7 separate regions of the Mus musculus genome follow, and regions 1, 2, 3, 4, 6 and 7 are each linked to region 5. A link is a contact called in public Hi-C, HiCAR-type, HiChIP or PLAC-seq, Micro-C and promoter capture Hi-C data. All regions are on one chromosome and are shown on one strand. Each heading gives the region's core, a stretch centred on a gene start, on an enhancer-like site or on the middle of the called end of the contact. The rest is flanking DNA. Distances are from core to core; before and after follow the strand shown.

What was found. Promoter capture Hi-C pulls out the DNA fragments that hold promoters and counts their contacts. A called contact is a pair of places that touch in the nucleus more often than the background predicts. HiCAR-type assays count read pairs that join an accessible place to other places. HiChIP or PLAC-seq counts read pairs in DNA pulled down with a chosen protein or histone mark.
Region 1: an H3K4me3 HiChIP or PLAC-seq map of neural progenitor cells shows a contact between it and region 5, with 19 read pairs. The contact joins the enhancer-like site here to the promoter of Meis1 in region 5. A contact is called at or near these places in 7 of 39 promoter capture datasets (the 3T3-L1 cell line, the C10 cell line, cranial neural crest and 4 more), 1 of 484 Hi-C or Micro-C datasets (cerebellum), 11 of 115 datasets of contacts at active chromatin or transcription factors (acute myeloid leukemia, cardiomyocytes, craniofacial prominence and 7 more) and 3 of 9 other capture datasets (adipose tissue, embryonic stem cells and pancreatic islet).
Region 2: a promoter capture Hi-C map of embryonic stem cells shows a contact between it and region 5, with 5 times the contacts expected there. The contact joins the enhancer-like site here to the promoter of Meis1 in region 5. A contact is called at or near these places in 8 of 39 promoter capture datasets (the 3T3-L1 cell line, embryonic stem cells, hippocampal neurons and 3 more), 9 of 484 Hi-C or Micro-C datasets (the N1E-115 cell line, embryonic stem cells, gonadal supporting cells and 3 more), 15 of 115 datasets of contacts at active chromatin or transcription factors (the NIH/3T3 cell line, astrocytes, craniofacial prominence and 10 more) and 2 of 9 other capture datasets (embryonic stem cells and liver).
Region 3: a contact with region 5 is called in a Micro-C map of embryonic stem cells, with 8 times the contacts expected there. The contact joins the enhancer-like site here to the promoter of Meis1 in region 5. A contact is called at or near these places in 2 of 39 promoter capture datasets (embryonic stem cells and liver), 1 of 484 Hi-C or Micro-C datasets (embryonic stem cells) and 2 of 115 datasets of contacts at active chromatin or transcription factors (astrocytes and embryonic stem cells).
Region 4: a contact with region 5 is called in a HiCAR-type map of astrocytes, with 4 times the contacts expected there. The contact joins the promoter of Spred2 here to the promoter of Meis1 in region 5. A contact is called at or near these places in 3 of 39 promoter capture datasets (cranial neural crest, embryonic stem cells and liver), 14 of 484 Hi-C or Micro-C datasets (LSK cells, Sertoli cells, adipose-derived mesenchymal stem cells and 8 more), 10 of 115 datasets of contacts at active chromatin or transcription factors (the NIH/3T3 cell line, astrocytes, embryonic forebrain and 4 more) and 2 of 9 other capture datasets (adipose tissue and embryonic stem cells).
Region 6: a Hi-C map of the N1E-115 cell line shows a contact between it and region 5, with 7 times the contacts expected there. The contact joins the enhancer-like site here to the promoter of Meis1 in region 5. A contact is called at or near these places in 4 of 39 promoter capture datasets (the 3T3-L1 cell line, hippocampal neurons and liver), 1 of 484 Hi-C or Micro-C datasets (the N1E-115 cell line) and 2 of 115 datasets of contacts at active chromatin or transcription factors (bone marrow-derived macrophages and differentiating embryonic stem cells).
Region 7: a Hi-C map of adipose-derived mesenchymal stem cells shows a contact between it and region 5, with 3 times the contacts expected there. The contact joins the enhancer-like site here to the promoter of Meis1 in region 5. A contact is called at or near these places in 6 of 39 promoter capture datasets (the 3T3-L1 cell line, hippocampal neurons, liver and 1 more), 2 of 484 Hi-C or Micro-C datasets (adipose-derived mesenchymal stem cells and myocytes), 4 of 115 datasets of contacts at active chromatin or transcription factors (astrocytes, bone marrow-derived macrophages, embryonic forebrain and 1 more) and 2 of 9 other capture datasets (liver and pancreatic islet).

The regions. Positions count from the first base shown.
Region 1 is chr11:18,114,557-18,117,256 of GRCm38.p6, forward strand. No RefSeq gene overlaps it. Among named protein-coding and RNA genes, the nearest start is that of Gm12018, 20 kb to the left of the region's middle. Within about 2 kb of position 1,310, at least 26 of the 459 cell types and tissues checked have an H3K27ac peak or open chromatin away from gene starts, as enhancers often do. A contact at or near this core is called in cerebellum, neural progenitor cells and stem cell-derived neural progenitor cells, where this site is marked.
Region 2 is chr11:19,828,451-19,831,150 of GRCm38.p6, forward strand. No RefSeq gene overlaps it. Among named protein-coding and RNA genes, the nearest start is that of Gm39602, 87 kb to the left of the region's middle. Within about 2 kb of position 1,346, at least 77 of the 459 cell types and tissues checked have an H3K27ac peak or open chromatin away from gene starts, as enhancers often do. A contact at or near this core is called in the N1E-115 cell line, embryonic stem cells, hippocampal neurons and 2 more, where this site is marked.
Region 3 is chr11:19,985,988-19,988,687 of GRCm38.p6, forward strand. All of the region lies in intron 1 of Spred2 (sprouty-related EVH1 domain containing 2), which reads left to right. Among named protein-coding and RNA genes, the nearest start is that of Gm39603, 49 kb to the right of the region's middle. Within about 2 kb of position 1,429, at least 150 of the 459 cell types and tissues checked have an H3K27ac peak or open chromatin away from gene starts, as enhancers often do. A contact at or near this core is called in astrocytes, embryonic stem cells and liver, where this site is marked.
Region 4 is chr11:19,923,161-19,925,860 of GRCm38.p6, forward strand. It overlaps Spred2 (sprouty-related EVH1 domain containing 2), which reads left to right and starts at 1,282. Exons shown (of 6, transcript NM_033523.4): 1 at 1,282-1,796. The coding sequence starts at 1,771.
Region 5 is chr11:19,017,700-19,020,399 of GRCm38.p6, forward strand. Meis1 (Meis homeobox 1) reads right to left here and starts at 1,270. Exons shown (of 12, transcript NM_010789.3): 1 at 522-1,270. The coding sequence starts at 533. Gm16141 (a long non-coding RNA gene) reads left to right here. Exons shown (of 3, transcript XR_381070.4): 3 at 1-631.
Region 6 is chr11:18,244,686-18,247,385 of GRCm38.p6, forward strand. No RefSeq gene overlaps it. Among named protein-coding and RNA genes, the nearest start is that of Gm12018, 150 kb to the left of the region's middle. Within about 2 kb of position 1,311, at least 1 of the 459 cell types and tissues checked has an H3K27ac peak or open chromatin away from gene starts, as enhancers often do. A contact at or near this core is called in the N1E-115 cell line, where this site is marked.
Region 7 is chr11:18,066,416-18,069,115 of GRCm38.p6, forward strand. No RefSeq gene overlaps it. Among named protein-coding and RNA genes, the nearest start is that of Gm12018, 28 kb to the right of the region's middle. Within about 2 kb of position 1,341, at least 22 of the 459 cell types and tissues checked have an H3K27ac peak or open chromatin away from gene starts, as enhancers often do. A contact at or near this core is called in adipose-derived mesenchymal stem cells, where this site is marked.

The DNA of each region.
Region 1 (2,700 bases), core at 60-2,559, 900 kb before region 5:
TATTCCGCCACAGGACTCTTTAGCATGCTGAAGAGGGAGTATCTTGCATGACACATGTTCTTAGAATCTAAGCTTCCAAGGGCATTGTGTAAAATGACATTGGAATACAAGTAAGAAAATGTTACTTGAGAACGGTTTCCAAGTGAGAAATGCCAACGATCACTGGAATGTGAAGCTGTTATAATTTCTGGATAATCTTTCAAGAAAAGAAAAAGAATTTATTATAGAAAGAAAGTGTTTCTTCTTGAGAAAAAAGCTAGTTAGAGGCCCACATTATGGTTCTGTCTGAGGAAGACTGGGGAAAGCTCCCTAGCATTTCACCAGGATTAACACCTGAGTCTCTGACCTCCTTGAACAAAAGAGTTCATGGCTAGAATAAGGGGAAACATGAGCCTCCTTAAGCTCTTCTTCAGAGCCAAGATCCACATGTAGTGGCAATCTGAATAGTGGCCTGCATATGGAAAAACCTCCATGTTAACTGTTGTCACAGGGATCTAGCTCAATTGAGCAGACTGACATTGACCAAGTCGTGACTATTGATGGGTACCTTATTGATGGCTCTGGAGTAGTGTGACTAATCAAGTCATTGATCTGATTTTTCCTTTAACAAGTCCCATTGCCAAGGTCACACCCATGTGAGGGAAGGAGGCATGGCGTTCTTCTCAAGGTGTTCAGACAGTCAATATTTAGTAGTGTAACACTTTTTTTCTCCACTTTTCCAAGAAGCCTGATCCTTCAGGCCACAGTCCCACTGTAAATACAAATAGCTTCCTGTAACATCATTTGACTAATCTATTGTGCAGAAATCTGAATACTCATGATCAAACTTTCTGCCTTTTGCCAAAGAACTTCTTGTAGGGGAAAGAAAAAAAATCAGAACAGTAACAAAAGCTTCTAAAGAGAACTATATCTTTTCATTCGCCTAAGTCATGGGACAAGGGTTTTCAAGAAATTCCTTTCTTTTTTCTTGGCTACCATCTGAAAAAATTTAGTGCCAGATGGGTGGGAAATGGAGATGTGATTAGGAGTGTATTTGTCTATTTTAAATGTTGGAAATGACCTTAATGCCAGGCATTTCTACTTGCTTGGTTTACAGAGAAGCCTGGCATTTCTGAGGGTGGGTAGTAGAATGGCGACTGTGCACTCACTGCAGTCTGCCGAATCCTTGGAGTGTCTTGCATAAAAGGGTTCTTGTCGCAGGGAGTGCTCACTGGAGCCAAGCCAAGTCCCTGGGGATGTCTAGTGTCTACTACTTACAGAGCTGGCTGTCAGGTTAGTCTTGTGTGTTTGTAATTGACTATGATGTCTGGATGGTGCTAGAATGATTCTAGCCAACGGTTCCTTTCCAAAAGGGTTTTCCTGGCTAGCTCTCCTGTGACAGAAATGCCAATTTGGGCGTTGCCTGGAGACTCCAAAGATGCAGATTCATTTGGCTGAACTCCGGTTGTGAAGCCAAGTGCTACAAAGTGCTGGAAAGACATATGAGAGTCTAAGCTTGAGTCAGTGCTTCCCGCCTCGAAAAATTATATTTTGGCTTCTCTACTTTTTAATGCTATGTTTAATGTTTCAGAGCATATTTAGTAAACATGTCACTAGCGATTGCCAGTTCTTAGTCTCTTCCTGCTCTGTCCTTAATGGTTTTCCCTTTGGAAAACCTTGGGTCAGTGCAGTGGGTTGAATGCGAATATGAATGCATGTGTATTTCATGCTAGACAGATTGGAGATTTGTTTTCACTAGTTCTCCAGTTTATTTATAGCACCCACTCCTTATGAACCCAGCAACTAATACACACATCTTACTTTCCTCAGCAGACTTGGCTACTTCTCTTCTCTTGAGAAAGCTGAACTTATACTTCACATTAATCAGGGCAAGTTAGGAGGGATTAATAGATCTGTGCAAAGTGTGCTTTCCTTTGCTAAACCAGTTAAAAGAGCAGTGTTCTATGTCTGAATCCATGTAGGATTCTGTCAGTTGAGTAGTGAATGTTTTTCTGCAAAATGAGGGCCCCGTATGCTACAAGCCATGCAGACACTTTTGCTAACTTTGTTGGGCATGTTGAGATGTGGGCAACTGTAGAGGAGTTTTAATCCAGCAATAGGGCTGCTCTGGCTGGATTACAGACACACCCTAGTACACATGTTTAATCCCAAACAATGAAGGTAAAGTTAGTTGTAAGAAGGAAGCACCCATGTTTGAAAGTAACTTCTAATTGAGGAGCAGACAAAATGATGAATCAGAGAAAGATTTGACAGAATGTGTTAGAGATAGGATATGCCCACCTCTCACAAGAGACAGGATGGAAGGGCATCTTAAAAGAGTAGCACAGAGAGGAGGACATACTTGGAGAGTTTTACAGAGATGGATTGGACAGAGAACAAGTTAGACACAGGTGAAGACAGAATGAGCCAGAGAATGAGAAGGAGCCAGAAGGTTAGAACAGATTGCCTGAGTTACTTTGAGGACAAGTAGAGCAACCCAGTCAGATGCAGAGAGAGAAGCCAATTTGAGAAGCCATCTAGGAGAAGAGTTTGACCCAGAGCATCTGAGTTAAACCAACCAACAGAGTTCAGAAAGAACTAAAAAAGATGATTGTATTCATCAGTAAGTCTCAGAGGCTGAAAAAATATGAGGTTCAGATCAGATTGTATGGAGGCTAGATGCTTCTAGGACTAAAACTAGGTTAGTAGATGGAGTTAGTA
Region 2 (2,700 bases), core at 96-2,595, 810 kb after region 5:
TCTTGCCCACTGACCTCTCTCCTTCCTTACCTCCATCATCCTCGCTCTCTGCCCTTACCTCTAGTCCCACCAGGAAATGGACAGGGAGCCTGCCTGCCTTGTCACTCCACATCCTCTCTGACCCTAGAGTAGTGGGCCTTGGCTGGCTGTGACCACCATTGGCCCTCTTCCTGACTTCCCACTTTGCTCTAAAGTTTGGTTTTCATCTGAACATCACTTACTACATCATTTGCTTTCTTTAAACACATACACTTCATAATTCCATTAAATACATCAGAGAGCTGACACAGCCCCCTCTGCCTCTGGTCCTCCTTCTCCACTGAGGTTTTGTTTGTTTTGTTTCTGGTGTTTTGTTTTGTTTTGTTTTGTTTTGTTTTGTTTTGTTTTGTTTTGTTTTGTTTTGTTTTGTTTTAATCCTGTTAGCCCATTGTTGAGAGTTGATCTCGTCTTGGTTGTCTTTGCTCTCTGCTTCCTCCTTCTGACCTCCTGTCTCCACTGACCCCTGGGGGCCTGCCTCACTATCCACTGAAATTGCTGGCACAGGATGTCCCTTGTAATGTTAGGAACTGCAGGGCTCTGGACACTCTGGGCCTCTTCGATGACCACGTGACATTTGCGACTATTGTCCTTCCTCACTCCAAGCACCAACCCTCAAGCTTCCAGGGCTCCCCGACGGGTAGCTGGGCTGGAATGTGCCCACTCACAGTTCTGCAGACTTCACATCCCAGAGGCGTGGCATGCCCTCCGCAGCCTAGCACACAGGCAGGGTCCTTCCTGCCCACATCTAAGTAGGGTGCTCTATTTCCCTGGAACATCCTTTCTCATTCTTGAAACTCAGCCCAGAATTTCATTATGGGAAGCTTTCCCTGAAACCCTAGGGTCAAGCAGGGGACCCACGACACAGCTGCTGCCTGGAGGCCTGGAGCTCTGGTCAGCCAATGAAGTGGTAAGAAGTGACTCCAAGTGGCCGCAGGCTAGGCTGCAGAGTTGACCTCCAGGTATCTACTCCTTCAAAGTCCTTCCCCAGCAGGCCCTCTTCCTCCACCTGGCTAAACCTGACTGCGGGTCATCAGGCCTCTCCCACACCTCCTCATTCCCCATTCCCCTGCCCACTGCCCATTATCAGCCACCTCCTTCTCTCCTGCATCCATGCGCCTCTCTGCCTGCCTGCACATGATCCAGCCCTGGCATCCACCCACCCCAAAGGAGCTCGTTCCTCAGCTGGAGGCTTGCAGGCACAGCACCGCAGTGGCATTTAGGCAGGGAGAAGCTGGGGAAGGCCCCTACAGCCCCTGGAAGGCATTCTGGGCTGACACACCCAAAGCAGGGAGGCAGGGCCCTGTCTCAGCAGGGAGCTGAGAGGACAGATCATCCTCACAGGCAGCTGCCGGCAGCTAACCAGAGAGCTCAGCTTGTTCACATTATCACTTCCTCTAGAATGCCTCCTCTCCCACAGAATCATGACAGAATTGCCTCATGGTGCCTGGGGGACTCAACGGGGGTCTTTCTGGAGTAAGTGACCTCCACACTAAGTCGGGAGGCAGATGGATCTTGGGTACTCGTGAGTGCCACTATCATGAGCTGTCCTAGTACTTAGAAATATTTCTGCCTCTTTACCATCTAAACAAAAGAGCAGGAACCTGTAACCCCAGCAGGCAGGCAGGAAGGAGGGAGGGGCATCTTCTACTGCCTACCTAGGTTGAGACTACCCTGGACTACAAGAGGCCAAGTATTGAAAGAAAACTAAGACAAAAACAACCTAGAGACCACAAAAGAGAATGTCAGACAGGTGAGCAAGAACACCTCCCCCACCTCACGCCCCCACGGGCCTTTTGAGAGAAAAAGCCTGAGACCTCAACCAATCTCCCTGAGCACACAGTCTCTTCGATTTGGCAGAGAGGCCTGGAAGCCCTCTAGGGCTGCTGGATGGCTTAAGTAGAACACCTGACAGGAAATGAGCTAGAGACATGGGGTCCCATGCTCCTGCCCAGGCAGCCCCATGATGCTAAGGTGGGACCAAGCTATACTGGGGATCCCTGGTCGGAGGGAACTCTGGCATCCCCTTTGCGTCTCCCAATTGTGAGACGACAGAGGGAGGAGAAAGATCCCTATGGGGTTTGGTTTTGGGAATTTCCCCTCACAGGAACATTTACTGCGGTTGAGCTGAACAAGTGGCTGACGCTTGTTGGTTCACTACCTGCACATTCCGTTTATAAGTCTTACAACCCCCCTCCAGTGGACCGTCCTTTTTACCTTATCCAGCAAAATGCAACACTTCCTCAGACGCTGGTTTACAGACCACATCGCTTGGGTCTATTTCAGTGAAACACTGCTTTGGGATTCTACACCCTTTTCTTCTCGTGTCTTCTCCATGCTGTCCACGAGAGGGAGCCAGCGCGCCTGTTTGTGCCTCTGCTTATAGCGCTGGCTACCAAACAGGCGAAGTAGCTGAGCTCAAACTAATAATCCAGTATTTTCGGAACTCTGGTGAACAGAAATTCTGGAGAACCCTGGAATCTTTGGCAACTTGTTTTAACACAATAGAAATTTGGCAAACATGAAAAGACTTTCAGATCTTTGCCGTCTTGGTTTTCTGTTGTGGGGGTTGGGGGAGGGGTTGGTAGTGGTGGTAATGCTTGATTTAATTTTTTTTTTCCTCTTTTTAAATTTTTTTATTTATCTTTATTTTATGTGTGTTGG
Region 3 (2,700 bases), core at 179-2,678, 970 kb after region 5:
AACTCCAAGATCTGATACCTTCATACAAATACATGTAGGCAAAACACCAGTGCACATTAAAAACAAGAAAAAACTCCTCCTATGCTAGTTACAGCCTTTTATCAGCACATGTAGCGTATTCAGTTTATTCTAAAAACATTCCATGCTCTGCGTGTGTGTGTGTGTGTGTGTGTGTGTGTGTGTGTGTGTGTGTGTGTACTCGCATGTGCGGCGCATGCACATTCTAGGCAAACACCCTGCCACTGAGCCCATTTTCTTCCATTTTCAAAAGACTTCAATAGGACTCCCTTACCCTGGGAGTTTTATGATTGCGTAGTAACTCCATGCTGAGTGAAGGAGCTGGGCCTGTGGTGTTGTCATGGGTCTTGGTGGCTTCTGGTCTTTTTCTATTAAATGTATTCTGTTGGATTTTTACTACTACAAGTTTTCTGCTTCTGCAAGATGTTTCAGTAGCGTGTGTTTGCTAAAGCCCTTGGCAACACTAAGGGACTGTAAAGCCAATTAAAAAAAAAAATAATACAGAAGTTGTAAAGAGACCTCAAAAGCCCTTTGACTCCCCCCCCCCCTGCTGCATATGAAGAGGCTGTGGCTCAGTAGTAGATTCAAAGAGTCACACCCAGTTGTGAGAAGAGGATGTGTTACCAGGTCTAGTTAGACTAATAAATGCCAAATGGAATGACCTCTGTTGAGGAGGAACAGCCCAGATGGCCCCTCACCCCCCTCCAGCTGTTGCTCTCTCCTGGAGTTGGGCTGTTAGTAATTCCTCTTCACTTAAAATTCCTTCACAGTTGTTACCTAAGCCAGTAAATCTTAAAATCCCAACAGCACCGATCCAGGGACTTTTCCCACAACATGGAGCCCTTGTTTGTAAACTGTGGACAGCGGTGGGGAACCGCCCTTCCTCGGTCCTGGGGGGTCAGTAACCTTGAACGGTCCCTTTTCTCCCGGAATGAGGAGTCCCACTCAGTCCTGTTCTTTCTAGCGTAAAAGGAGCGTGGAACTAAGTTGCCTAATGTCCCGTCACCACATGATTGGATAACTACCAACTTGGCTGCCTCCTAGCCAGTGTCTGCTGAGGAGTGGAGATTTAGCCCCCACTGCAGAGCAGATACCTTGAAAATAGGACATTATTGCTTATCTTTCCCTCTGTAGTAAAGGAGATGACAGAACTCAGAACCAAGGTGAAAGAGCACAAAATGAAACACTAACTCTTGCCGCCTGAAAGGACACTCTACGGGTGGCTCTGACTAGAATATAAAGTGAGGCTCGTAAAAACCCTGCCTGTGGCCTGTGGGCCCTGGCTCTCCTTCCTTCCTGTGGGCTACGTTATCACCTTTTGTTTGGGAGAGATCTTAAGCTGGGCTGGCCTGTAAAAGAGTTTGTAGGTTTTGAATTTGGTAAAGTCATTTCCTGACCTTTTGACCTTGGAGGAGGGCGGGGTAGCAGGAGAAAGAAATCCATCTGTGGACTGGGCAGAAGTAGTCAGACTGTTCGGGGCATTATTGATGAAGTATAAACCTAGATTTCACACTCCCTGGCCACCGTCAGCTGGTTTCTTGCTGACACTCCACTTCCTTTGCTTTCTCCAATAATGAGGGCAAAAGCAAAAAAACAAAAAATAGTCAAGAGAAGAAGGTGGCTGTGGGTCGGAGCCCTGGGTTGGAGATTATTAACTTTAAGCAACTCCCTTTGCTGTTTGTGTTTTAAAGAACTGATTTTGTTTTATTGCTGATGCGCTTAATGGGGGTGGGAACCATTCTGGTCGGTGGCCTTGAGGTTTAAACAGGACCAGGAATATGGTTTGTGCAAGAGTGAAGGGAAAACCCGAGAGCTTGATTGATTACTTTCAGGTAAAAACAGGAGGGAGAGTTTTCTCAGGGCGGGGTCGGTTTGTCTTCAGCCGGAAATCCCTTAGATCTTGGTTAATTATGAACGCTGACCCCAGGCTCCGCCGAGCAGACCGACAATAAAGGCAGAGTCCTAAACAAACCTCCGTTCAGGTTTGACCCTTTGACCTCCCAGGGCTCTCTTGTCCCCAAAATTTTCAAAGTAGTCACCCTGACACTCACCCCTTTAGGGCACATACTTAGTCTATAAGAGTTAGATACATTCTCCCCCCCCCCCAAAAAAAAAACTAAATAAAGCTTATTTCCAAAACTACTGATGTCAAAATTGTTATGTTTTAGTGGTTTTTGGACAAAAAGTCTGAGCTACCTCCAATTGGTGTTTTGAATGTTAACAAACTATTACAATAAAATGTTTATGTGGTTTCCCAAAAGTGCCCGTGTTAGCATTTTAAAAGGTCGTGAATAATGCTGTACACTTAACAACATGGCAGACACAGCAGAGGCCTGGTGTCTTGTGGGCCTGGAGTAACTGCGGCCAGTGGCCTGGAAATCACAGTACAGAGGGGTGCTGAGGAGGAAGGAGCAGCATCCAGGGTGGAGCACTGTGCTGGCTGGGAGGAAGCCTGACATGGCCTCGTCATGCGCCCACCTAGGGTGGGGCCAAGGGTTATTTGGTGCTTGGTTCTAAAGAGAATTTTTTCTCTTTTCTTTTCCTTTTCTTTCATTTTCTTTTTTTAACCTTTTCTTTTAAAAAGGATTCTTGATTTTTTTTTTAAAATAATTCTTGAATTCCATTGAATTTTTGTTTGTTTGTTTGTTTTTTAAAAACTGTGGTTTGCATGTGCTTTTGGAT
Region 4 (2,700 bases), core at 32-2,531, 910 kb after region 5:
CTGCTCGTTGTCTAGATGGTGCATAGGTCCTCTCAGAAAACCTCAGGCAGGTCCTAGGCCATGGTAGGAAAAATAATTTAAAGAGAGGTATGAAGAGATGGCTCGCAGTTAAGATCTTCCATAAGACTGTGGTTTAATTCCTAGGACCTACACAGAGGCTAGCAACCAGTTCCAGGAGATCCAACAGCCTCTCCTCTCTGCCCACAAATGGTGCTGACATGCATGGATGCATCCTCCTTCTGCCCCCGCACATTCAAAAAGAAAGAAGGAAGGAAAGAAAGAGAGAGAGAGGGGGGGGGAGGGAGGGAGGGAGGGAGGGAGGGAGAGAGAGAGGGAGAGAGAGAGAGAGAGAGAGAGAGAGAGAGAAAGAAAGAAAGAGAGAAAAAGGAAGGGAAGGGAAGGAAAGGGAAGGGAAGGGAAGGGAAGGGAAGGGAAGGGAAGGGAAGGGAAGGGAAGGGAAGGGAAGGGAAGGGAAGGGAAGGGAAGACGGGTCGGGGGTGGAGTAATGAGTTCCTGGGTCTCTCTTTGGCCAAACCCCATCAAAGGTAGTAATCTGTGACCCAGTAAACTAAGAGTAGACTTCTAAGAGCTGGAGACAAGAAACGTTATTCACAGACTGGATAATTTACTTTGGTGTTACCTTTAAACTTCATCTCTGCCTGCAATGCCAAAGTTTTATGGCTGTTTGCCTTTTGTTTTCTGCGTACATATTTTTAAAAATATGCCCGCTCTAGGTGGGCATGGTGTTGCATGACAGTAATCCCATCGTGTGGAGGCCAGCGGAGGCCACCTGCACTGCCCCCAACCCCCACCCCGCAGTGTTTCTCCAAACCCAAACTCTCTGGCAACATCTAAACTCCTCCCCATCTCCGCCCTCCGCCACCTCCCCCCTTGATTTTTAATCCGAAGGTTTGGAAGGAGGGAGGGACAAAACGGGAGCCAGATGTGCTCTTGTCTTCGGCTCCCGCCTCCTCCCTCTTGGGCTTCCTAAAACCCGGAGCACCGGAGACAAGGATTCGGATCCTGACAAACGCAGTGCCAACCATGCTGTTCCGAGGCTCCTCCCTGACTGGAAGCTAGCGGGAGGGGGAGTAGAAGAGGGGCACGCTCAGTAGGCGGGACAAAGTGTTTTGTGAGTGTGTTTTTTTCCTCTCTCTCTCCTCTCTCTCTTTTATTTTGGTCGCAAGTAGGAAGCTTTTTGCACTCCACCACCTCTGGCCGCTGGGAAGACGTCATCGCTTCCGCCCTACTTCCTCCTCCTGTTGGCGGCGCTGAGAATCCAATATGGAGTAAATCGGTGGAGTGGCGAGATGGGGCTCGGACGGGGCGCCCTGCACCGCCTCCCAGGCGCATCTCCCCCGGCCGCCGAGCACTACCCGGAACCCTGATTGGCCCGGTCCCCGGGGGCGACCCCGGCCCGGCCCCAGCGCAGCCGACTGCCCGCCCGCCGCCCGGAGCGTGCTTGTTTTTCTGCTGCTCTCCCCCTCCGGGTCCCCTTCCCAAATCTCGCCTCTGCACCCCCTCAGAGCCCCGGGGCCGTGCCCGGCCGGCCCACGGCGTCCGCTGCCTGGTGTGCCCCTTCCCAGACCTCGCCCTGATCTCGGGGCTCTCCATTTCCCCGCCTGCCTCGGCGCCCCCTTCATCTCTAGCTCCCCCCCTCCACCACCAAATCAGGAGATGTCGGAGATGTGAAGAAGGGGGGCGAGCGCACAGGAAGATGAAGGGAGCCAGGCTGCATGCCGCGGGACAGGCGTCTAGGTGAACAAGAAAATGACCGAAGAAACACACCCGGACGAGTAAGTTAGCCGCGGGTGGGACGCGGGTGCCCGGAGGGGTGGTGTGGGGGCCGCCGCCAAGGACGCAGGAGGGGACTCGTCGGAGGAACTTGGCCTGGGGTGCAGCCGCTGGCTGAGCTGTCGGGGCTATGCGCGAGGCTCTTGACTTGGCTGGGGGAGACGGCAGAAACCGCCTGGGGTCTGCAAGTCCAGGTCGCAGCCCGGGCCAAGGGCGCGCAAATGACCTCGGGGCGGTCCTCGGGCTGCGGGAGCGGAAGCTCTGACGCCCTCCACGCGGGGCATCCCGGGGTCGATGGGTCTGTGTGCATGGTGACTTTGTGACTCCTGGCACTGCTGCCCTCCCATAGCCCTCTCCGGAGCCCTCTGGGGCCCGGGCTCCGCCATTTCGTTTTCTTGAATCGCTCTCATTTGCATACCACATTTTCATTCATAAAAACACGGAGGAGTTGGGGGAGGGCCAGTCGGGCTCGGCACAGGGTCAGTGCGCCCGGGTCCTCGCAGCGGCCAGAGCGCGGGAGCAGCCTGCCGAGTCCCGGCGCGCGTGAGTGTGTGCACGCGCGTGTGGGCCGGCACACGCGCCCCGCGGTGTCGGGGCAGCACTGGGGGCGGATCCGAAGCGTGTGCAGCGAGGGCGGGAGAGCGTGCGGGGAAGCGCGCTCCTGGCATGTATGTGAGGGAGAGCGCGTGCCCGTGCGTGTGCCCGGCCCGCAGGCCCGAGGGGAACAAAGCTCTCGGTGCTTAGTCAGAGGTGCTTGTGCTCGCCCCTCGGGGAGACCCGGGCTTGTCACCGTCTCTGGGCCAAGTGGCAGCTGCTTCCCGCCTAAGTCGCACTTAGGTTTGGATCTCCGCTCTAGTAGTGTTCGAGGCGTTTCCCTCTCGGGGAGCTGGGGGCGGGGCTGCCCGT
Region 5 (2,700 bases), core at 20-2,519:
TTGCATAAAATCCCATGCAAATTAAAATTACTTTTATAAAAGGAATGTTTTTCCAACCAAAAATTCACTGCACCAGGACATTACTTAGCGGAAAATGCTCCCCATTTCTACTGATACTGAAGATGAATATAATCGATAATGAGGCAAAAGTTCTCAGCTGTTCATTTTCATTAAACATAGCTTTAAACTTTTGGTCCCTAAATGCTTAAATTACAGCACTGGATATGAAGCATCTTCCCCCTTGTCTTTTTTATCTTTTAAAACAGGTGATTCCTTGAGCTTGTATTTTTATTTATATAGCTGTTGGCTAGGAATCTATAGACAACTTGATCACTTGAATTAACCACAAGAAACATGCATAAGGCTGCAAACGCATTAAGTAAAACTGTCGATTTAGGCCGCGGCTTTAGGATCCTCATTCAAAAAGAGAGAAAGAAAAGAGGAAACTTAGTAGCAGTGTCTTTCAGCCACGTTTCAATTTAATCTCACATTTGACTTCCACAATTGCTTTTAATACGTACCCTTTGCGCCATCGGCCTCTCTGGCTCCCTTCCTACTTCAACTTCTAATATATCCTCTTTAAGGCCAGTGTGAAAAGAAACAAATATGCAAACTCCCCCGGAAAAAAAAATAAAGCACAACAATAACAAAAAAAAATCCCTTTGCGTCTCCAGCAGTGTGAATTACTGGTCCCAGATCTTCGGTCTACCGGACCTGAAGCAAGGCGCCCGCGTCGCTGAGCATAAAAGCGCTCTGGTTCCACCAAGACAGCAGTGGGAGGGGAAAAAAAAAGCAGATCTTCTCTCCCCCCCAAAAAAATCAGTTTAAAAAAAAAGAAAGAAAAGAAAAGAAAAAGAAAAAAAAAAAAGAGCGCCCCTCAGACCCAACTACCAAATCTCATGGCTTTCTGCCACTCCAGCTGTCAATCACAGGCGAGGTTGTCAACGTGGTGAATGAATGATCGTCCGTTCTGTCTTCTTCTGGTCAGAACACCTCAAATGTTAATATTCAAATGCACAAAGCCCTAGCGCCCGCTTTCCTTGAATCAGTCCTAATTCCTAATCAGTTTCTCTCTTCTCTCGCTCTCTTTCTCTTTCTCTCTCCCTCTTTGCAACTGCTGCACTGAAGGGAGATTAGAGAGGAGGGTTAAAAAAATGTCTGTCTGAGTTTGTCTTAAAGGAGCCACGATCGATGCTGCCCGCTTGCAGTCGCCGTGCGTGTGTAAAGTGTGTGTTGCACAGGCGGAGAGGTGGATTCCGACCAGAATGCTAGAACCCGGAAGTAGTGGTGGCCATAACAGGTCGCGTCTTACACAATGCATTGGGCTGCAGCAAGTAGGCTCCTCGGCAGGGGTGGGTGCGCGAAGCGAGCTCTGGCCGCACTGGAGAGGCAGAAAGACACTCCACAAATTCGCACGCCCAGGCACTAACACCACACACCCAGGGCACATGCACACAAATACAGGCTGCAGCTCCCAACCCGCCGGCTTTACGTCCCCTTCCAGCCTCTCTTCCCAAAGCGGACGCTTGAAATAAATCGGGAATAAACGTAGGGCAGGCAGATGCCGGAGTTAATTCGCTCAGGGCTCCGCTCATGAAAGACTTCAAGACTTTCCTCGAAATTATTGGGGTCTGCCAGTATTTTTCGGGGTGGGGGTGATGCCAAAAGTACTGGATTCTCTGCTAGACTCCCGGAGGAGAAAAGTCAAAGCCAGAGCAAGAAGAGGAGCTGGAACTGGACTGGAAAAGGTTCCGCTCGAGAGTCCTGAGAACGTGGGGTAGCGGTCGCCCGGGCGTTCTGCAGACTCAGCTTAGAGGTTTTCTTTTCTTTTCTTTTTTTTCTTTTGGTTTGGGTTTTTTCTTTCTTTCTTTATTTTTTTTTCTCCCCCCGCTGTCAGAAGTGGACGTAGGGCCGGAGGAAAGGAAATGCTTGCATTTTGTCACTTTGAGTCCGGACGTCCCCACCTCCTCTCTTGCAGCCCTCAGCCCCAGCCGCCGCGCGAAGTGAGGGAGGAAGGGAGGGAACAATGAGCCGAGCGCCGGGAATGTGCCCCCAGCGCTTGTTTACAAACACCGAGCTATTTATGACCGCTGGAGAACGAAACTCAACGCGGGCACCAAGCAGCCAGACCTTGCGGGCGGCCGGGGCCTGGGAGCCCCGGGACCCGAGGCTCTTTCTCGATTGCGCTACCGGCAAGTTTAGCCGTGCGCCCGGGGCGCGGCGAAGCTGCAGAGCTCCGCTGCGCTGCGGCTGGGGCTGCCTTTGTCTGGGCGACGCCGAGGGGCTCCAGCCTCGGCCTTGCTCGGGCCTGGAGACGCTGCGCTCCCTCCCACCCCCCACCCCCAGCTCTTTCAGCGGCGACGCCCGGAGCCGGCCTCCCAGACCTCCATCTCTCAATTTGTCTATCTCCGAACCCAGCCCCGTGAAAGCTCCCAGTTCCAGAGAAAAAGAAATCCACTTCGGAAGCTGAGATTTCAGACAAAAGCTGACCCTGCCCACAACTTAAAGTCTCCAACCAGCCAGTGGTTTTTAACTTTCTCTCTTGAAATACCACACCCTGGACTTAAAATTGTTTTTTGAGTCTTTTTATTCTCACTCTTCAGCTACTCTATCTAGTGGGGGTTATTTTACTCTTTATGTTTCTGCGCCCGGCTCTCGTGGCTTAGATTGCTCAGTCACAGTAGCTCTCGGAGCAGCTGG
Region 6 (2,700 bases), core at 61-2,560, 770 kb before region 5:
GATGTGGAATGCAGAGCAGTTGGGGAGTAGATGGGGAGAGGTGGGGAATATGGAGTGTAAAAAATGAATTACAAATAAAATTAAATTAGAAACAAAAATTGGCCACTTTTTTTGAAGTTATTAACCAGTAAGATCCCATAGACTTCTAAATGTTCACAGTCATGCCAGTGTTCATAGTTGCTCTCAAGACTCTGATAAGACAGAGGGTTCCCAGGTATAATAACCAGTGACCTAGCAAGACATGTCTACAACTGTAATAGTGGCATGAATGCCGAGGGAGTAAACAGCTAATTTCTGATTGTATTTAAGTTCTGCTCCAAAAAAGCCAACCCATATTTGTCACTGGCACTGGACCAGGACCTATGACTAAATATGTCATTGGTCCTGAGGTGGCAAGGGGTGTGTTTACATTCTACTGTTAGTCTGCATGTTGGTTAGTTTTTGTCAACTTGACACAAACTAGAGTTACTTGCGAATGCAATATCTCAGTTGAGAAATAGTCTCTATCAACTTGACCTGTGGTGTACTTTTTTAATTAATGAGTGATAGAAGAAGCCCCAGTCTACTATAGGACATACCATCCCCAGGCAGATGGCCATGGATTGTGTAAGAAAGCAATCTGAGCAAGCAAACTTGCAATCAGCTTTCCTCCATGGTCTCTGCTTCAGATCCGGCTTCCAGGTTCTTGCTTTGGCTACCCTTGATGATGGACTATAATTTGCAAACCAAGAACTGCTGACTTGCTTTGGACCACAAAGCTAGCTTTTGGAAACATCTATAAAGACCCCTGTTTCATGTTAGCTTTGGTAATACTTAACCTCTCTATCAAACAACTCTCAAAGAAGTTTTTGCTGTTTCCTATGCATCATGTTAGCTGTTTAAAGATGCTGTAAGAAAGCCACAGTGTGCCTTCAAGCAGAAGAGAAGTGATACCTCAGAGTTTTACAGAGTAGAGATCCAAAGTCATGATGCTAGCAGGGCCAGGTTCCTTCCCAAGGCTCTAGGCAGAGTAAGTCATTCTTTTTTGTATTGTAGATGCATTACTCTAGCTTTTGTTCCTGCTGTCACATATTACTGTCTTTACATTGTCTTCTTTCCTATAAGCATGCTAGTCTGAGTGAATTAAGGTCCCACCTTATTTCAGTATGACATCATCTTAACTAATTACATCTGAAGTGACCCAGAGTTAAGGTCACATTTGGAGGCACTGAGGAGCAAGGCATTCTCAACCTCTGTTTTCCTGGAGAGGACTAGGCACAGAATTTACTTTATAACATGTGAACCAAAGGCCCTGGAGACACAAATGTGACTGGTAAACCACATTCTTCTGGACTGTCCTAAATTGATGCCCCTAACAATTCATCCTGTCATCTTAATTGAAAAGAAAGGAGTTTGGCAATCAGAAATACAAGACAGGAGTTCTTAGACTGTTTCAAACTTTCTTTCTAACCCAGCTTATCATATCCAGGTATAGAATGGTAGCTCTAGTCCATTGTTCTAGGATCCCCCCCCCCCCCAGTATAATGTGAGCCTGGCTGGCTTCACAGCCCTTCATCACTGACTGAGCAGAGAGGATCACGGTGGCTAATGGAAACACACTGCAGCTCTTTCTAATTTGTTTAGCTAAACTGTATTAGTCATGCTGAAAGTTTTATTATCAGAGTCAAATACAGGAAGCTGGAGCAGACATGCTCTATTTTTAAAAATTAAAGCAGTTTTTAAAATAAGCTTGGCTTATTGATTAGCTAATTTTCTAAACAAGAGGCTCATTCCCTTTAATCCTCAGCATTACTGTAAATTCTGTTTCCGCCTAGGGGCCATATTGCTTCAAATAAGATTAACACACACACACACACACACACACATACACACACACCTTATGTTAGGCTTTTGCTTTAAAATCACCTTTGCTAAGATATCACTGAATTTATTCAAAGAGATACAGCCCTGGGTTCCTACAGAACCTTGCTATGATTTTATTCATGAGCAGAAAGCAAACATCTATGTTCATAAATATCATTTTTTTAATATAGTCTAAACAAAAAGTTGGGAGCAACTATTCTGTCATTTCTGTGGCAGTCCCTCATGTGCCCAGCTTCTTGCTCCATCCAGCCTTTAGGCGGAGAGGGACCTTAAGAGTTAATGATCTAACTTGGAAACTGCTTTCTAAATAACAGTATTTGGTCATAGATTCCATATCATGCTGTTAACAAGTACAGTTTGTCATACCGTATGCAGTGCTCATGTTGTAAGCCCCAATAGTCTACTGCATCATAGTGAGGAACAAGCAGGCAATTTCTTCTTACCTTACATTTAAAAATAAAATACCTTATTACTTTTGTCCTCAATTAATTCTTTCCTCAAAGTAAAGGTTATGAGCTATTGGGTAGGTCAAAATTTCTCATACTACAACAGCAGAAAGAAAACCTATCTCAGATAAACTGTCCCAAAGGTAAATGCTTTAGGTTCAATGAATTCAGTATATGATAAACAGTAAAGAAAATGGTGGAAAGGGTTCTATCCTCTTATCTGAGACTTGACAAAGTCTTTATATTTGAAAGTAATAATTTTATCTTTACTTCTGGAATTTATTTGGGATAAAGCAAATCTAGTAGATGCCATATTGCCAAGTTCATTGCATGGCATCTGAAAATGAATCAAATAGTGTAACATCCGCTCCCTCTCTTCCTGAGAAAAGAC
Region 7 (2,700 bases), core at 91-2,590, 950 kb before region 5:
AGAAGCCCAGAGGGACTTATTTTTGCTTCTTTGGTTTTTCCTCAATCTCTTTTTTCCCTCTATTCAAATATTTTCTTTTCCTCTGAGATACAAAATTAAAAATCATTGGAGGATCACAAAAGCCCAGATGAGGATCGAGGGCATAAAGTTGGTCAAAGGACCTATGGACCTCCTGGTTATAAGAGGTTGCTATGGGCTGGGTACCAACATCCCATAAAAATGTCCTCAAAGGAGATGCTCCCCTTGACCAAGCCTCTCTTTCCATCTGGTGCTCAGAAATATTTGAAACATTTGTCAGGTATTTTACATGATCAGGGGCTGAGCACGAAGTCTGAATTTCCATCTTCTTGTTTAGCACCAATTCAGTACAAAATGTTGTCTGTCTATATGCCAGGAACTTAGTATATTTCACTTGCTGCTTCCCCCAAAGTTTGATTTGAAGAGGTAAGAAATACACATCTTAACTCATGGAAGCTGTGTTCCCCCCTTGACCTTTTCTCTGGCTTCATAATTTTGTTTCCATGTAGTAAACTATGAGATGTTGTATTGGGATTAGTCTAGAGAGATATTTCAGGTTGCAGAAGTAGGTGCTTAGTGCAAGGTAGCCCAACATTTAATACCAAGTTTAGATCTCATAGATTTGTTGTTGGTAATAGTTGATTGGTGCCCAAAATAAAATCCCTACTACGGTGAGTTCTGATAGTTTCAATGAGGCCCAGGGTAGAAAAATTCATTTGGTAGCATAACCCAGCATATGTATTATATGTGCACACTCAAATATCTATCTATCTATCTATCTATCTATCTATCTATCTATCTATCTATCTATCTATCTATCTATCTATCTATCTATCATCTATATTTATATATGTATTATTACAAATATGAACATATTGATACATGAGACGTGAACAGAACTGATATATAGTTAAGGAAAGTTGTATCAAATATGAGTCTATTAAAATATATATGTACTATAAATATACTGTATTGCATGTTTTACTGTATTTCAAGGGTTTTAAAAGTTAACTAGAGACCCGAATATAGGGAAGTATTTAATGTTATTACTCAACTTTGCTTTAAAAAATACAGAAAGGCCAGTGGCTGTGTTTGGATTAATTCCTGATTTCAGGCCATTTGGATGCTAAGGGGGCAGTAGAAAAAACTCTTTCTTCATTTCTTTTACACTTTCAAATGTCCTGAATTCTACTAACATGCACTACCTAGAGGAATGATGCAAAGTCCTTGAACCTGCATCACACAAAAGGTTGCATCTGTGTGACTCTCTTGATCTCTTCTTGCTTGAAGGCTCTGCGGTTCACAATCTTTTATCTGGTGCCTGAATTCTTGTGGAAGCTGTCTCTCTTCATGTACTCTCTGTATGACCTCAACATTCCTAGGACTGTGAATGTTGCTTCGGAAGTTTCTCTAAAATGTTGGCAGACTTCCTGAATTTAGAAACACTTACTGTTGCACTATGTTTCTATTGTTCCTATCGTGACTTTTTTATGAAATAAAGGCCTGCTATTGCTGTTTTATTTTTAATTTCCCCTTGTTTTGAAGCAGGTTTAATTCCTTTAATGAACATTAGCCCCTTTTGGTTTGGAGAGGCACAGCCTTTGTTGGCTTTAAGGCCTCCCAGGGAGAGAGAAGTCTAGGTTTTCATTATCCTAACCTTTTAGTTGTAAGGTCTCTATTTGTGAGAACATCACAGAAACCTCATTGCCTACTCCACAGTCTATTTTGAGTGTTTCACAAAGGCACGGGGGCAGCTAAGTGTAGTGAAAGGACCCCAGTCACAGCCTGAAGTTCAACCAACGTTGTATTGGTTTCATAGCTCAATTGCCAAAATGAGTCACTTCTGAATTTTCTCCATTTGTCTGTGAAGAACAGATGCAGCCTTTGGCTTAGTAATCCAAGTGAATGCCTTGGCAGAGAATATTTAGAGACACAGAGATTTGCTATAGAACTCATAGGTGAGAGTGTAGGGAACTTTGTTCTTTCAGTCCAGTAGCAGCTCAGCTAGTGTTTTATATGGCACAAACCTCACATGTTTATTTACAGTGAGATGTGCAAGTGCCCTACGGCTGGAATCTTTATATAGGCAAGACAAGTGTGCACCCTCAGTATTGAAGATGGTGTGAGGCTACTTTATACATACTAGTTCCTTGATAATGCCAAGGCCATCCATACATCCACCTTCAAAGGGATTCAGACAGCTTGTTGACTGAGCCCTCCTTTCCTCTAGACAGCCAATGAACTGTGAGAAAGAATGATGTTGTCTGTTCTTCACTGCTGTTGTGAAGGAGCTAGAAGGAAGACAAAACATAGTGTCTAGTGAACTGCAAAACGGCTTCTAAAATGTTAGCCATGTAACCTTTGTAACCAAATAGGTGTGCCTGACCAAAGTGTCCTTCACTTCTGATTAGTATTTTCTCTCACTTTTCTATTACAGATTTTGTGACATTAAGTGTAGAAAACTGTTGAAAGTCAGAAAAGCACTATAAAAAAGGAGGAGAGGGACTAAAGGAAAGTACTAATGCCAGCACAGAGGGGACAAGTCTTTGGTTGCTTTGTGGTGCAGTCTTTTCCAAAATGCTGACTTAGTCTGAAACTCAGTAGGACAGAATTTATATCATGCTAATAAATGTCACTTTCTTATCAACCTTTCTATGGGAATTGACCTAGTTTGTAGGCCCT